2 separate regions of the Danio rerio genome follow, and region 2 is linked to region 1. A link is a contact called in public Hi-C data. All regions are on one chromosome and are shown on one strand. Each heading gives the region's core, a stretch centred on a gene start, on an enhancer-like site or on the middle of the called end of the contact. The rest is flanking DNA. Distances are from core to core; before and after follow the strand shown. Region 1 holds the start of nek11 (NIMA-related kinase 11). Region 2 holds the start of cpne4a (copine IVa).

Region 1 (7,394 bases), core at 3,174-5,673:
GTTTTAGAAACTCTCCAGAGCTCATTGAAACCGTCCTGTGTTGCCGTTAGCATCCGGGCAGAGTAGGCTAGGCTGCTCCGTGGATTCCCTCGCTAGTTTGCTTCGAATTAAAGGAGAAGTGTCGATTTTATTTTACAGATGGGTAACAACGCACAAAATGGCATTAAGCGTGACAGAAATGTGTTGAACATGTACATTTGATGTTTTTATGCACTATGTATGCGTGAGCATATATAAAAACATTCTTGAAAAGAAGTCAATAGTAATGCAGTTAAGCTAGATACACAAACGACCATGAATGAACCGCAGAAGTTTAAAATTGTCACTCCATTCTAAAGTTATTAACTTAACAATATGTTTACAACTGTATTTCCTTAAAAGAAAGTCAGTAAAATACCAACATTTAGGTAGTTCGACTCACCAGTTGCTGTTCTAAACCTCAGATGGAAAATGGCGTCTGGAAAATTCTTCAGTGACTGGGGCTGCATGAATTCCCGGATGTTGGAAATAACACCACCAAGTGTTGAAAAGATAACTCCTTGATTTCGCACTGAATAAAATCAATTTTAACTCTTATTATATTCATTTATCAAAATCTAACTCTTTAACGTCAACATTTTACTCTGAAATGCTTCAACACCGAGAATTTAACTCTGATGAATTTGCTGTGTATCCTGAGATTATCAAAGATGTGCGTTAATTTAACTTTTTTTAGAAGCAAAGCAGAAACTCAAAAAAACCTAAAGGAAGTAGGAGAAGGAACCAGAGTTTCGGATGACAACATCTGTCAAGCAACTGTAAGTATATCTGCAAAACCATGTTTATGAAAACTAGCACTGATGTGTTCATTGACGCTGATATTTATTTCTGAAAGATGAACGAAGGTTTTGATCAAGAGACTGGCTTTAGCATGTTTGCATGATGGTATAATGTACCAAAGTGACTGCGAAAAACATGTAGTGTATACTAAAATCTTCAGTTATGGTTTACACACATGTGCCAAAGCATTTGCAACTTGAAATTCCAATCTGATGTGAACAAGAAGCTACATGTTCAGAGATCTGAACTTGTTTTTATGACAAAAAAATCATTCATTTAATATTTGAGTCAAAGCAATAGAGAACAACTGAAATGCATAATTTAAGTTTTATGCTCCTCTTGTAAATTCATTATTCAGAATGAAAATGTGAATGAAAAGAAAAGCTTTATTATGTACTATTATCATAAAAATAAGCAGGACAGTGATAAAGTGTAACTCAACCTCTCACTCAAACCCACAGGAAGCAGTGGATGAATCAAAGGTAGATGAAGTGCTGTATACGTGTGTCACCGTTAAACCCAAAGAAATCGACGTTAAATCCCAAAAACAAATGTAAGTCTTTAATTACTACGATCAGATTTTTAAAGGTATTGCATTAAAAAAAATGTTAAATGTTTTAAGAAATGGATCAGTGGATATGGAGATAATGTGACACTATTTTTATTTTTCGAAGCTGTGCAAAGTGATATGAGTACAGTATTTGACTGAATTGATCGTCTTTATTTATAGATCTGCCAACACAGAGGAGCAGAATGAATCCATTTACAGCGCAGTGAAGACTGCTTGATGTGATAAGAGTGTGTGTGCATGTGTGCATGTGTGTGTGTGCGTGTGTGTGTGTGTGTAAAAGAAATACAAACATGTCCTTCAAAGATAGGAAACCTGACATCATCAACACCTCTCTCAGTGTCAGTCTTGTTTTGCTATATTTGAAGCAACTAATAAAGAAGAAAAGTGACAATAGAAAGCAACGCATTCATGGAAACTTCCTAGCAAGACAGATAAAAACTTCTTTAAAAAACAGAGGAAGCATATGACTATGTATAGTTTTTTTTTTCTTGTACAAACATACATTAAATTATTATGAACATTGTTTTAGACTGATAAAAGCATTTTGTGAAGTTTATTTGTAAACTAGTTTTAAGAGGTTCCCGTGTTTATGATTGATCACGGCTGACCTGCATTAGCTTTCATATGATATATCAGAGGAATCCAAACGTAAATAACCAGATTTCCTTACTTTTATTAATTAAATTCTTCTGAGCATTTTTAGACTGATAAAATCATCTTGTGCCATTTAATTTAAAGTAAGAGTTAGGAGTTGAAGCTTGATTTTTAATTATTTAATCAGGACAGTAAGGTCTGACTTTGCTTAGGCAAAAGTATTGTCACTTAACAGAAATAATGTACAAATGTATAAAAGAAGATTTTTTTTCAACACATTTCTAAGCATAATAGTTTTAATAACTCATTTCTAAATGTATAAAATATAAAGTCATGGTGCAGTGGAAAAAGAATGAATATAGTGTAAGACTCCCCTGAGCTTGGAGGACTGCATCCAGACACCTCTGCAATGACTCAAATAACTTATTAATAAAGTCATCTGGAATGGAAAAGAAAGCTTTCTTGCAGGACAAGAATAAAAAATCAAGAGTAACCAATATTTTTTTGGATTCATCTTCATCTCCTCCTCCTCCATCTTACCACAGACATGCTCAATAATGTTAATATCTTGTGACTGGGCTGGCCAATCCTGGAACCCCTTAATCTTCTTTGCTTTTAAGAATATTGTGGTGGAGACACCAGTGGAAGCTAAAGTATGAGGAGCGCTCTCCTGAAGAATTTGTCTCTCCTGTGGATGGTAATGTATAATGGGCAGCTCAAATGTGTTGATACCTCAGGCTGTTGATGTTGTCATCCACTCTGCAGATCTCTTGCAGGCCCCTACACTAAATTTAATCCCTAACCATGATTTTTCCTTCACCAAACTTGAAACAAGACTGATTTCTGTGAGAATCTTGGGTCCATGCGGGTTCCATTAGGTCTTCTGCAGTATTTGTGATGATTGGGATGCAGATCAACATGATTCATAAAAAATTTTACCTTCTGCCACTTTTCCAAATAATCACCTATCAACTATCAACTAAGTCAAGTTATTATTTGTTGCTACATGACAGGAATTATTTTGTTGTGTGATCCGGTGCTTGCATGTTTCATTTGCAGAATAGTCTAAAGTGATTGAGAAAAACTGTGTTTTTACATCAAATTGCTGCGATTTGTTTCCTCCTTATCAATCATAATTAAGCACATTTAAGACAGTGAAAATGTGGTAAATATACAACTACTGTACATACTGATGTATGTGAAAGTTAATTCAAACTTCAAAAATAAAATGTAATTTCTATAATGTTCTGTTGTTTGTGTTTCATGTCAATGCGTTATGAATGAAATGTGTGTTTTCTGAATGAGAATGGTTGTCAGTGGTTTGGTGAAACAAGCTTATTTTCAGATGTAGCTACTTGAACTGTTGTGTTGGTCTGAGTTAGTTTTTTTGGTGGTGTTGAAGGTTACTTTTGTAACTGTTTGGTCAAGGGTCATAAGAGAAGTTAGTAATGAACACTGTGTAAACAGTTTTGAAAATGTAGCTTCAGTATTGAAGTATTTAAAAACGAATTGTAATTCAGTATCTAAAAAGCATTTGTAGAACTCAATGTATTGTAATAGTATTTGCAAAGTACTATTTACAATATATGTAATATTATTTATATATGTATTGTTATAAAAAAAATATTTAAGCAATGGAAAATGTAGGGTTTAAACCCTAGTGCACTGTTCAAATTTACAACCCTTTATTTATCAAATTGTTTTGCATAAATCTGTTAATTAACCTCAGCCCTGATTCAAACTACTAAATTGTTTAGAAAATTTACAGGATTTTAACACTTTAATGGCCAACTTCTCAAATGATGTCACTGATTTGTTGAAAAAAAACCCACACAAAATTATGTATTTTAAAAAATAAAAAGTAATTGCGGAGTTTTTTTTTCATTTTATCACACACACACACACAGAGAGAGAGAGAGAGAGAGAGAAAGAAGACTAGAGGAAAAATGCTAATAATCACGCAACGCAGGAATGCACATGTAACACTGAATTACTTTTTTTTTTTTTAAATACTGAAGCTATATATTTAAAAAAAAACTGTTCACAGTGTTTATAACCAACATATCTTATGACCCTTTACCAAACAGTTACAAAACTAACCTACAAAACCACCTATAAGACCAATACAACAGCACCATGGCCAGCGAGGGGTAGCTTGAGCTCTCTCTCCTCCTATAAGCTGTTTTAATGCGTACACCCACCCCACCCCTAACCCACTTCCCCTAGTTACATCACTCAAAGAAGAAGCGCAAGGAAGGAGGAGCTGGAGCTCAAGCTTTCCCTTGCTGGAGCTCAGCTCTGCCCAAGTCAAGTGGCTCTGCAGTGAGCACCACTTGGCAAAATTTAGCTTACAGTCAGCAGTGCACATTAGCGCCATCTTAAGGAGAATAGTGCGACTGCACAGTTCCCATAACAACAACGTAACACGGGAAGTTGAGCACATGTGGTCAAGCAAACTTCCGACGCACAGGTGAGGATAAACAAATCATCAACGTTAGCTAATACACAATTCACATAGAGAAAACTAATTAGAATTTGAATTCAATTCAGCTTTTTATGTTATTCTGTGTCTTCGCTATGCGTCTCCAATATCAAATCCTGAACTTCATCAAGTAATCTTGTTTTTATAGTTATTTTGTTTTTTGCTAGAAGATGTAATCAACTGCGACTAGCTTATGGTTTGTTCATATGAATTAAATGAGTGGTGTTTCTATGTTTTCTTTTCATGAACTTCAAATACCAAAACACGTAAATAAATAAAGAGGTGAGAAAGCAATGACGTCACGAGAGCGTTTCTCTGTTGACTCTCCTCGACTTTTATCTCCTCAGCTGACTGCGTTAAATTCCCGGCTTAAAATGCCCAGATTTCGTGAGCGTCCAGGCCAAACAAACTGTCATCCAGAATCAGAAACATCTCCTGATCTGTGCAGCCTGATAGCGAACAGATACATCATCCAGCAGAGACTCGGGAAGGGAAGCTTCGGCACTGTGTATCTTGTTAAAGACACAAAGGCAGTGGCGGAGGAGAGACTGTAAGTCCTGCAGTATTTCAAAACAATTATGTCCTTTTAAAGCTGTGATTGGTCCTGAATCTTCCTCCAAGGACTTCACGTTTACACAGCTGCCTTTAACCCTATAATGTCTCTAACACTGCAATAAAACATCATGGAAGAAAATAATTATTTACTAACAATATAGCTGTAAAAATATTATAAATAGTCATTTAGTTCTTTGTATTTTTCATCAGTCGTGGTTTATTTAGTAAAATAGTAAATATTTAGTTGTAAGCAATAATAAAATCGCAGTAATAATAAAATTTGAAATAAGAATATTGTTGTTTAGACTAGAGCATTCATTCATTTGTTAAATTTAATTTGAATTAATCCCTTAATAAATAACCATATAAATAACCAACAGAAAATGGAAATAGTAGTTAATACATAAAAGAATAGAAATAAAACAAATAAAAAGCCATTTTTTATTGGATTGCAACCTCTGGGTGTTTACCTTAGATTAACGATACAGCAATAGCGTTAGCTGCAGCAGACAGATGTCCTAATCTGCAATTGCAGAATTCCTAATCTGCAATTGCCTCTCTGAATATCACACTAACTGTACCCAAAAAAAATAAAAAAATAAAAAATACTAATACTACTAATACTTCCCTTCTTAGACTTTACAGACCTGAAACTTGCCTATAGCACTTATTCATTGTTGCTCTTAGTTGTGTAAATTGCTTCCTTGTCCTCATTTGTAAGTCGCTTTGGATAAAAGCGTCTGCTAAATGACTAAATGCAAATGTAAATGTTATGGCACAAGGTTAAACTTTCTTACTCCTTTATGGCCCTTATATACATTAAAACTAAATACAGGCCACAACTGTGTCTCTTTGGGTGCGATTCATATTAAATTAAACCAATTAATAAATAAATGTAAACAATTAGGCTGTTACATATTTTTGTTTTGTCAGTATGCTCATGTTTATAGGTCTATTTGCGTAAACATACAGTTGAAGTCAGAATTATTAGCCCCCCTGTTAATTTTGTCACCTAATTTCTGTTTAATAAAGAGAAGATTTTTTTCAACACATTTCTAAAATTAAAAGTTTTAATAACTCATTTCTAATAACTGATTTATTTTATCTTTGCCATGATGACAGTAAATATAATTTGACTAGATATTTTTCAAGACACTTCTATACAGCTCAAAGTGACATTTAAAGGCTTAACAAGGTTAATTAGATTAACTAGGCAGGTTAGGGTAATTATGCAAGTCATTGTATAATGATAGTTTGGTTTGTAGACTATCGAAAAAATATAGCTTAAAGGGGCTAATAATTCTGACCTTAAATTGGCATTTAAAAAAATAAAAACTGCTTTTATTCTAGCCGAAATAAAACAAATAAGACTTTCTCCAGAAAAAAAATATTATCAGACTTACTGTCAAATTTTTCTTGCTCTGTTAAACATCAATTGAGAAATAATGAAAAAAGATAAATTCAAAGGGGTTAATAATTCTGATTTCAACTGTATTTTTTCTAATATTTAAGGTGTGAAAACAATATCAGTATAAGACATCAGTATAAAATAAAACACAGCTGAACGTTTGTTTCAGAACACATACTTATTGTTGGCAAATTCAGAGAACTTGGAAGCAGTTTCTTCTGTAGTGGTCAACGTAAATAGGGTCATCATGATAATCAAATGCAATTTGTGTCTAAACAAAGAATATGGTATAGTTTACTATCATAAATTATGACCACTTTGTGGAAAACATGACATATTGTTAATACGAGTTTCTGGTGTTTGAAGAACTGAAGAGTAACTGCATGTGTTTAGGCAATCTTCCAGTACCCACATATAGTATGCACTATATAGTATCCCTCAACCGTATACACAGTCACACACACCCACACACACCCACACATGCACACGTCTTAATAATGTGTCTATTTGAAGCCAACAGCAAGTCTTATGATTATTTATAAAATGTCTAATTATAAAGTCCCTGTGGATGTTGCATCATTTTATTTTATACAATCTCATAAATAGTCAGTTTCTCATGTATTATTCTAAAAAGTCATTTATTCCTATGATAGCAGAGCTGATTTTTTGGCACTAATTATATCAGTCTTTAATGTCACACGTTATTCAGAAATCGTTCAGTTTTAAAAAAATAGAAATTTTGCTTAATCTAGTTTTTTTAAGTAATAATTGAAATGATTTCAAAAGATTTTTTATTCTTTGAAGTTCACAGTTTGTCCACTTGAGAGCAGCCTTGATCTCTGCATCTAAAAACTAGTCACTATTACTTTGCTTGCAGATGGATGTCCATGTTACTTACAGCATAAAGTATGTGTTATTCCTTATAATTTCAAATTCAGTATTATGATTTTATTAGAGAGCAATAT
Region 2 (7,394 bases), core at 1,285-3,784, 300 kb after region 1:
CTTCAAGAATAATTAATACAAAGTTCAATGAAATAATAGTCATGCAAGCCAGTGTCTGACAGCTCCGATTACAACACAAACATACAACTTCACAAACAGATAATATAATAGTGCAACAACTGAAGCCGACAAGTGATTATCATCAATTTCTCTACAGCAGCAAGTTAATTACAAAAACGCCATCCTCTTTTACTTTAATGTGATTAAGGCGCAAATAAAAGCGCGCGCCGGTACGAAACACCTGCGCTCGGGAGCGCGACTGCAGTGACAGATGAGAGAGAGGTGCTCACCTTTAACGAACATGAAAATTAAATCCAGGCAAATTGTTGCTTCGCTGCTTGTCATCAGACACAGAGCACTGGGCAGAAATATGCTCCATACAGAGAGTCGAGCTCCATCCTCAACCCGCTGTGCAGATGAGTGAAAGTAAAGTACAGCGCGTTCATGTGGCGCGCGGGTCCCTCCCCTTCACGCGCTTCACTCTTTCGGCGGGTACGCGGACTTTGAGGGGAGGAACTACAGGTAAAGCAACTCGTTAGTTACTAATTAAATAATGTGCAATGCATGTACACACAAAATAGCGTTTTGTAATGTATTGTACGCTTTAAGTGTTTCAATTACGCACCATGATATTAAATATCCTTGCTAAAATTATAAATTTAAACAAACGATGGTTGTCGGTCGGTGTTCAGATCCAACTGGCTGGATTTCCAGGTTGATTGGTTAACTTAGTTAAAAACGAATAAACTAGATCACCGAATCAGACTAAAAGTTGGTTTTATACCCAAACTAGCATGTAAACAATCGTGCATCCTATAAAGCTTTTAAGATAACTCGCCATAATGTTACCATCCAAAATGGTGTGATCTTTGTGCTAGTCAAGTTTTAGATAAACATTAGAGGTGGTCAATCAGTAAGTAGGTCTTACTATAGATTGTGAACCATACTAACTTATAGTAAAGTACTTGAAATAATATTTTGTGGTAATTATAAAACTGCTATGGTAATAGCCTACAACTAACTTATAGTAACCAACTGTGCTAGCATTTCTGCAACTAGTATTATTACTGTATAGTACACAGTAAACCAGAGTTTACTGTAAAGTTAGTGAAAACTAAGTGTATTTTGTTCACTGTTACGTTAGTCAATAATACTGTACGTTAACTTAGCCTATGCTAATTTAGTAATACACATACACTTTACTATAGCAGCCGGTTAAAACACTAGGCTAAATGTACATTACTATAACTGCCTATTTTTTTCGTTCATAAATTATGGGTCCTGCTGTAAAATATGTACTTTATAGGAAATATATAACATAAAATGTCGTTCAAAACTGCCAATAAACCAAAACAATAACGGATGTCTTACCTGAGGTAAACGTGATTTTCAACGGCGTGTTCAGACATTTGTTGACGGTAACTTTGCAAGCAGCGACATCTTGTGTTAGCTTTGGGGGAAATGGTTCAGCTTCCTAAAGACAAATGAGCATTACATAAATATCAATAAACGTTCATATTAGGGTTGTACGAGAACATCTGACATCGCGATATATATATATTTTTCTTTTTGATTAGCTAGCCTATATTTTAGAGTAAAAAAATCATAAATTTAGATTAACCGTGAATCATGTATAAAAATAATGAACAAATTGCAAGAATAGTTAAAACGGAGTAGAGAAAAAAAGTTAAATAAATAGTTATGGTATAATAGTCTTTGTCTTTTCCAGAGAGTCAAACAGTATTCAGGTACAGAAATTGAATAATGAAATGTAAAAACGCTGTATAGTATAGTCATTGTATCAAATAATTTACTACATGTGTTCTTCATTAAAGTAACACACGTTATAGTGCCCGAATGCTTCACACCCACCTGATATGCCTTTAAGTCACATGCAAATGATTAATTTTTGCAATGACTTCAAAAAAATCTCATGTATCCTCAATTGTTGATCAAATATAATCTTAACTTACCATTGCATATCCTGCGATGTGACTACTGAGAATACGGACATTGCAATATTAATGCTAAAATGATATATTGTGCAGCCCTAGTTCATTTATTTGTATATTAATCTACAGAAGAAACTAACTCTTCCAATATTTTAATATAGAAGTCTTTAGTCATGTGACTGACCCAAATAACCACACTGAGTAGATTGAATATTATAGAATTCACAGGTTTTTTTTTTTACTTTGAAGAGAAAGTTGCATTAAGTATACTTACTATATAATTTACTCACTATCAAACCATTGAAGATGTAAATGATTATATTTTTCTTTAACAGATCATTTAAAAAGATTTTAAAATGAAATTGAGGTCCTTGAAATTTCATAAATTGGAAGTCAGTGGCTGTTGGCATTTTAAAGGTGAAAACAACATAGAGGCTAAATAAAACTCATGCTCGTAGTAGCTAACAATGCATCCTGGAATGTTTGCCATAGGTAAAAACGATAGATAATGCTGTAAATAGACTAAAGGTAATAACAGAATGCTTCGTGAACAGACTGATTTGCATAAGACCTCTGCATCAATTAGTTCAGCATTGCTATATAGGCATTTCATAACTTGGCATTTCATTAAAAAACAAAAATCTTCTTTAATATAATAATGCATTTTATTTAAAGGCGCCTTTCTTGACACTTAAGATCCTCGTACAAGACAAGAACAGTCAGTTCAAATAAAAACACAATAGAAAAGTCAATAGAATACAATTTTAAAAAGTGCAGTTGAGTTAAAGAGAGTAGGCTGTTCTAAACAGATGTGTTTAAATTTAGATTTAAATTGTTAAATTGTGTTTAGATTACGGAGATAACGAGGAAGCAAATTCCAAAGCTGAGGAGCTGAGTGGCTGAAGGCTCTGCTCCCAATGGTGACAAAGCGGACATAGGGAACAGTGAGGTTAATTGAAGAAAAGGAGTGTCTGAGAAGGTGTGGCGATATGAACAAGACTATTAAGGTATGGAGAATTGTGGATGGCTTTAAAAGTGAGAAGTATTTTATAATTAATTCTGAAAGATGGGAAGCCGGGCTTCATGGTGCTGCAGTGGCTCGATCACCTCACAGCAAGGTCTCTGGTTCGAGCCTCAGCTGAGTCAGTTGGCCTTTCTGTGTAGAGTTTGCATGTTCTCCCTGTGTTTGCATGGGTTTCCTCCGGGTGCTCCGGTTTCCCCCACAGTCCAAAGACATGTGGTATACTGTAGGTAAATTGGATAAATTTAACGGTCCGCAGTGTGTGTGTGAATGGGTGTGTATGGATGTTTCCCAGTGATGGGTTGCAGCTGGAAGGGCATCCGCTGCGTAATTTGCTGTTTGTGGAAAATATAACCAAGTAATAAAAAGATGATAAAAAGCAGGGAACCCAGAACTGAACACCTTTAATGCTCTACTGTAGAGAAAAGGCCTTAAGGGTGGCCAAACTTGCTGATTTTTGGTTAAATGACCCCTTTATCATCAAGCATGTTTCCAAACAGGGCACACATAAAACCAGGAGTCTGATTCTCTTAAGCCCATGATCTATTTATTGCTTAAATTGAATGGAGAGATGGTTTCATATACAGTGCTGTAAAATGTTCCATGTGACTTTTAAAAGGTAGAAACAATGCTGGTATTCAAACTATGTCAATTTTGTCAAATGTCTTTGCTTTTTAAAAATATAAAAATCCTTGGCAACTTAACAAGACACTCGATTCAAATCTTCAGAAGGAGAAAGTGGCTACTGTACTATAAGTTTACTGTTCAGTTTATCTAGATTGTAAAATATACACAACGCTCAATTAACAGAAAGCAGCAGTCAAGTCGTAAAGCACAGGAGGGTTAAAGCGTAAGGCAGATTAGTGTCTTGGAAAACTTGCAGTCCGTTTAATTCCTCGGGCATCTAAACAAACACATCAGGGCCTAAACGCACAAACCTCGCAATAAAAAAAGAAGACCTGTAAGACATGCATTCAGTTTAACACTTCATATTCATAGCATCAGCACGCTATCTTACACACAATCTGGGCTCACATGGAACAAGATCAAGCACAGAAGAAAATATACAACATTTCGAGTTCCACACAATATAAAAATGATAGATTGATTCAATAAAAACAAACAATTGTATGACTGTACAGCGAAACATGATCATCACAGGGCCAAAACAATGCTGTCCTGCTTTCGCCACATTCATTTCTTCAGCTCAATAAACATTTTTACAGTATAACTGACTTAAGGACGACGTGTGTATGTGTGTATGTGTGTGTGTGTGTGTGTGTGTGTATGTATTCAGTGTAATATTTACCTGTCCCCAGGGGCAGGTTTTGTGATTGGAGGCCCCAAACAATTCGAGCCATGGGGCCCAACAGTCCGTAAATGCACAATATGTACTTTTATTTGTTTATTTTTAATATACTTTTCACTCAATTTAATTTTCTACCTTTTAATCGCAATGCAATCGCTATATATTTAAATTATTTGCTTCCTTAAACTGAATTCAGAACTTAAAAAATAATAAAGAAATGTATTTATTATGTCTAAATGTCTAAGGAATGTTGTTTTTAAAACTAAATATTTACCTGATTTGACTGCTGGACTGCTCCATGAGAGAGATGTGGGGGACAACTTTGCGCAGATGGAATAATCAATGTAATAATTATGTCAAAATATCTATCTCTATATCTAAATCTATCGTTGTTAGACCCTCACCATACAAAATATAACAAAAAACGATGTCATATAATTTATGGGTATAATTTATATTTCTAGGTATTTATTGAGGGCCCCCAGATTTACTGGCGCCCCAAGCGGCTGATTACCTCGCTTATTGGTTAATATACCACTGCCTGTCCCAAGTGTTAAAAAATATATATAATTTTCTTATCCTCTTAAATCAACATTATATTCAAATTCCTGCGCTGAAAAGCAGACAATAGTAAATTGATATTTTCAACATGATCAAACCCTGATTTTCTCCAAAATATATTACTTCAGGCATGCATATAAAAGTATTTCAAAGATCAGAAAAGTAGTACTCTATAATGGAGTACAGTGCATATTTTTGTACTCGTTAATGCTTAAGAGTTTATGTCCGAAATAGCACAGAACACACACAAAAACAGTGATAACTTCACTTGTGACATGACATGATAACTTCATTTGTGTACAGTAAAAATATGGTCAAGGATTCCATGTTAAAATACTACCTGTGAAATTAAGACTTATGTAATACAAAGGCAAAACGTTTAGGCACAATATAAAACTGGACAAAAAAAGCCAGAATAAAACTGACTGAAATGGAATTATTAAGACTTTTTCGTTTTTTGCTTTGGGTAAAAATAATTCATATTTATAAAAAATTGTTTGCTTTTGGATTTGAATGCTGGTGAAAACGCTACCAGGCCTCAAGCAGATTCTGCTCCATTAGCATTAAGTTTCTCAATCTCTGGTTGTCTTGGTGTTGCGTCTGCTGGTAGATTGTTTCTCTTAAGGCACGGAATACCATGCAGTTTCACAAAGTAAGCAGCTTCTGCAAAGAAGGCTATCGTGGACATGAAGCCAAATGCCTGAAATACAGAAAAGACAGTTGAATGTTAGCTAACAGTAGCAGCATTGGCTATATTCATGGCTACATCAGTAATAAATATTTATTTTATGAGTTACTATCACAATGGTTTCTTAACAAACATGCATTACACAAAAAATACAGGTAACAACACTGATAAAAAGTCATATAAGATCCTTTAGTTTGATCAATGATATTGAAAAATTCCTTATTAAAATATCATTTAAAATATACATTCTATTAAAATATTAATACATTTTGTTTATATCATTCTTAACTAACACTACTAGCTTAATAATTATCTGCTTATTAATAGTTAGTAAGGTAGAAGTTAGGTTAAGGATTTGGATAGGATTGGGGATGCAGAATAAAATCATACTTTATCACTACTAATAAATAATTAATAACGTAACAATGACGTAATAAGCCAGTAGTTTATAGCATGAATTGTGTCAAATGCAAGTGTAACCAAATATTCTTACACAAGTCACAAAGAGGTTTCTTTTCCCCTTTAAATAAATAGAAGTGTGGAAGTTTTATGACAAACTGTTAACAAGAAGTGTTGTCATATCAGCTAAAATACAAATTAACCACAATCATGTTTAACTTATCATAAAACTGAAACAGAAAAAATTGTAAAACAAAAAAAAACAGAAACAAAATCAAGTATGCACATACAACTACAACATATATGTACCATATCTATCTATCTATCTATCTATCTATCTATCTATCTATCTATCTATCTATCTATCTATCTATCTATCTATCTATCTATCTATCTATCTATCTATCTATCTATCTATCTATCTATCTATCTGAAGAGTTCAGATGCAAAAGCCTCTAAACACCACTTCCGCCAAAAATGACATCATGACATTGAGCGAATGCTTTAGGCACGTAGTACATGTTCACCAAATAGATTTGCTTCTAATCATCCAAATTCCAGCATCGGCACATTCAGAAATAACAGTTTGTTGGCAAAAGCCACTAAACGCCACTTGTCTTTGACAGCAAAAGCTGCTATATCCCAAGAACTAATCAGAAGGCGCGAATTGAATCATGTTTTCAGTGTAGAAGCGCGCTGATACGCCGGCTTTATGAAGAGTTTTTTTATGAAGAGTATGAAGAGAGAGAGAAGTTTTTTTACATTTAAAAAGTACATATTACTGTATGTTTTTTATTTCAAAAATTAAAGTGGCAATTAAATTATGAAAATTAAAAACAACAATAAAACAGGTTAAGATGGTTAGCAATAACACTAAAATATAACATTATCATACCACTGCACCCTGCTCCAAGCCCGTCCGACCATTGCCTGCTGCAAACACAATGCTGGCAATGAGGAACATGACTGCCATGCCTGATGTGTATGTAAAATCCTATGGGGGAAAACAGGTTCAGCATTATATTATAGCTTTCTATAACCATTTTGATTCAAACTCAATTCATAACACACACACACACACACGCACACACATATATACATATGCATACATACACAGTTGAAGTCAGAATTATTAGCCCCCATAAATTACTAGCCCCTCTGTTTATTTTATCTCCAATTTCTGTTTAACAGAAAAATTCTCTCAACACATTTCTAAACAGTAGTTTTACCAACTCATTTTCTAAATTTCTGCTAACTGATTTCTTTTATCTTTGCCATGATGACAGTACATAATGTTTTACTAGATGTTTTTCAAGACACTTCTATACAGTCTAAAGTGATATTTAAAGGCTTAACTGGGTTAATTAGGCAAGTTATTGTATAACGATGGTTTGCTCTGTAGACTATCAAAAAAATATATAGCTTAAAGGGGCTAAAATTTTGAGCTTGAAATGTTTTTTTTTT

The links. A called contact is a pair of places that touch in the nucleus more often than the background predicts.
Region 2: a contact with region 1 is called in a Hi-C map of hematopoietic stem cells, with 6 times the contacts expected there. The contact joins the promoter of cpne4a here to the promoter of nek11 in region 1. A contact is called at or near these places in 5 of 18 Hi-C or Micro-C datasets (caudal fin, embryo, hematopoietic stem cells and 1 more) and 1 of 4 datasets of contacts at active chromatin or transcription factors (caudal fin).

What each region holds. Positions count from the first base shown.
Region 1 is chr16:45,586,163-45,593,556 of GRCz12tu, forward strand. It overlaps nek11 (NIMA-related kinase 11), which reads left to right and starts at 4,424. Exons shown (of 18, transcript XM_073926501.1): 1 at 4,424-4,454; 2 at 4,814-5,016. The coding sequence starts at 4,841. sc:d156 reads left to right here. Exons shown (of 7, transcript NM_001122612.2): 5 at 719-797; 6 at 1,281-1,372; 7 at 1,550-1,913. The coding sequence ends at 1,607. LOC137487957 (a long non-coding RNA gene) reads right to left here and starts at 983. Exons shown (of 6, transcript XR_012392454.1): 1 at 422-983; 2 at 1-100.
Region 2 is chr16:45,884,285-45,891,678 of GRCz12tu, forward strand. cpne4a (copine IVa) reads right to left here and starts at 2,535. Exons shown (of 17, transcript XM_073926510.1): 1 at 2,227-2,535; 2 at 1,372-1,474. cmtm6 (CKLF-like MARVEL transmembrane domain containing 6) reads right to left here. Exons shown (of 5, transcript NM_001044756.2): 4 at 6,826-6,924; 5 at 3,499-5,543. The coding sequence ends at 5,382. It also overlaps a transcript of si:dkey-11p23.7 not described here.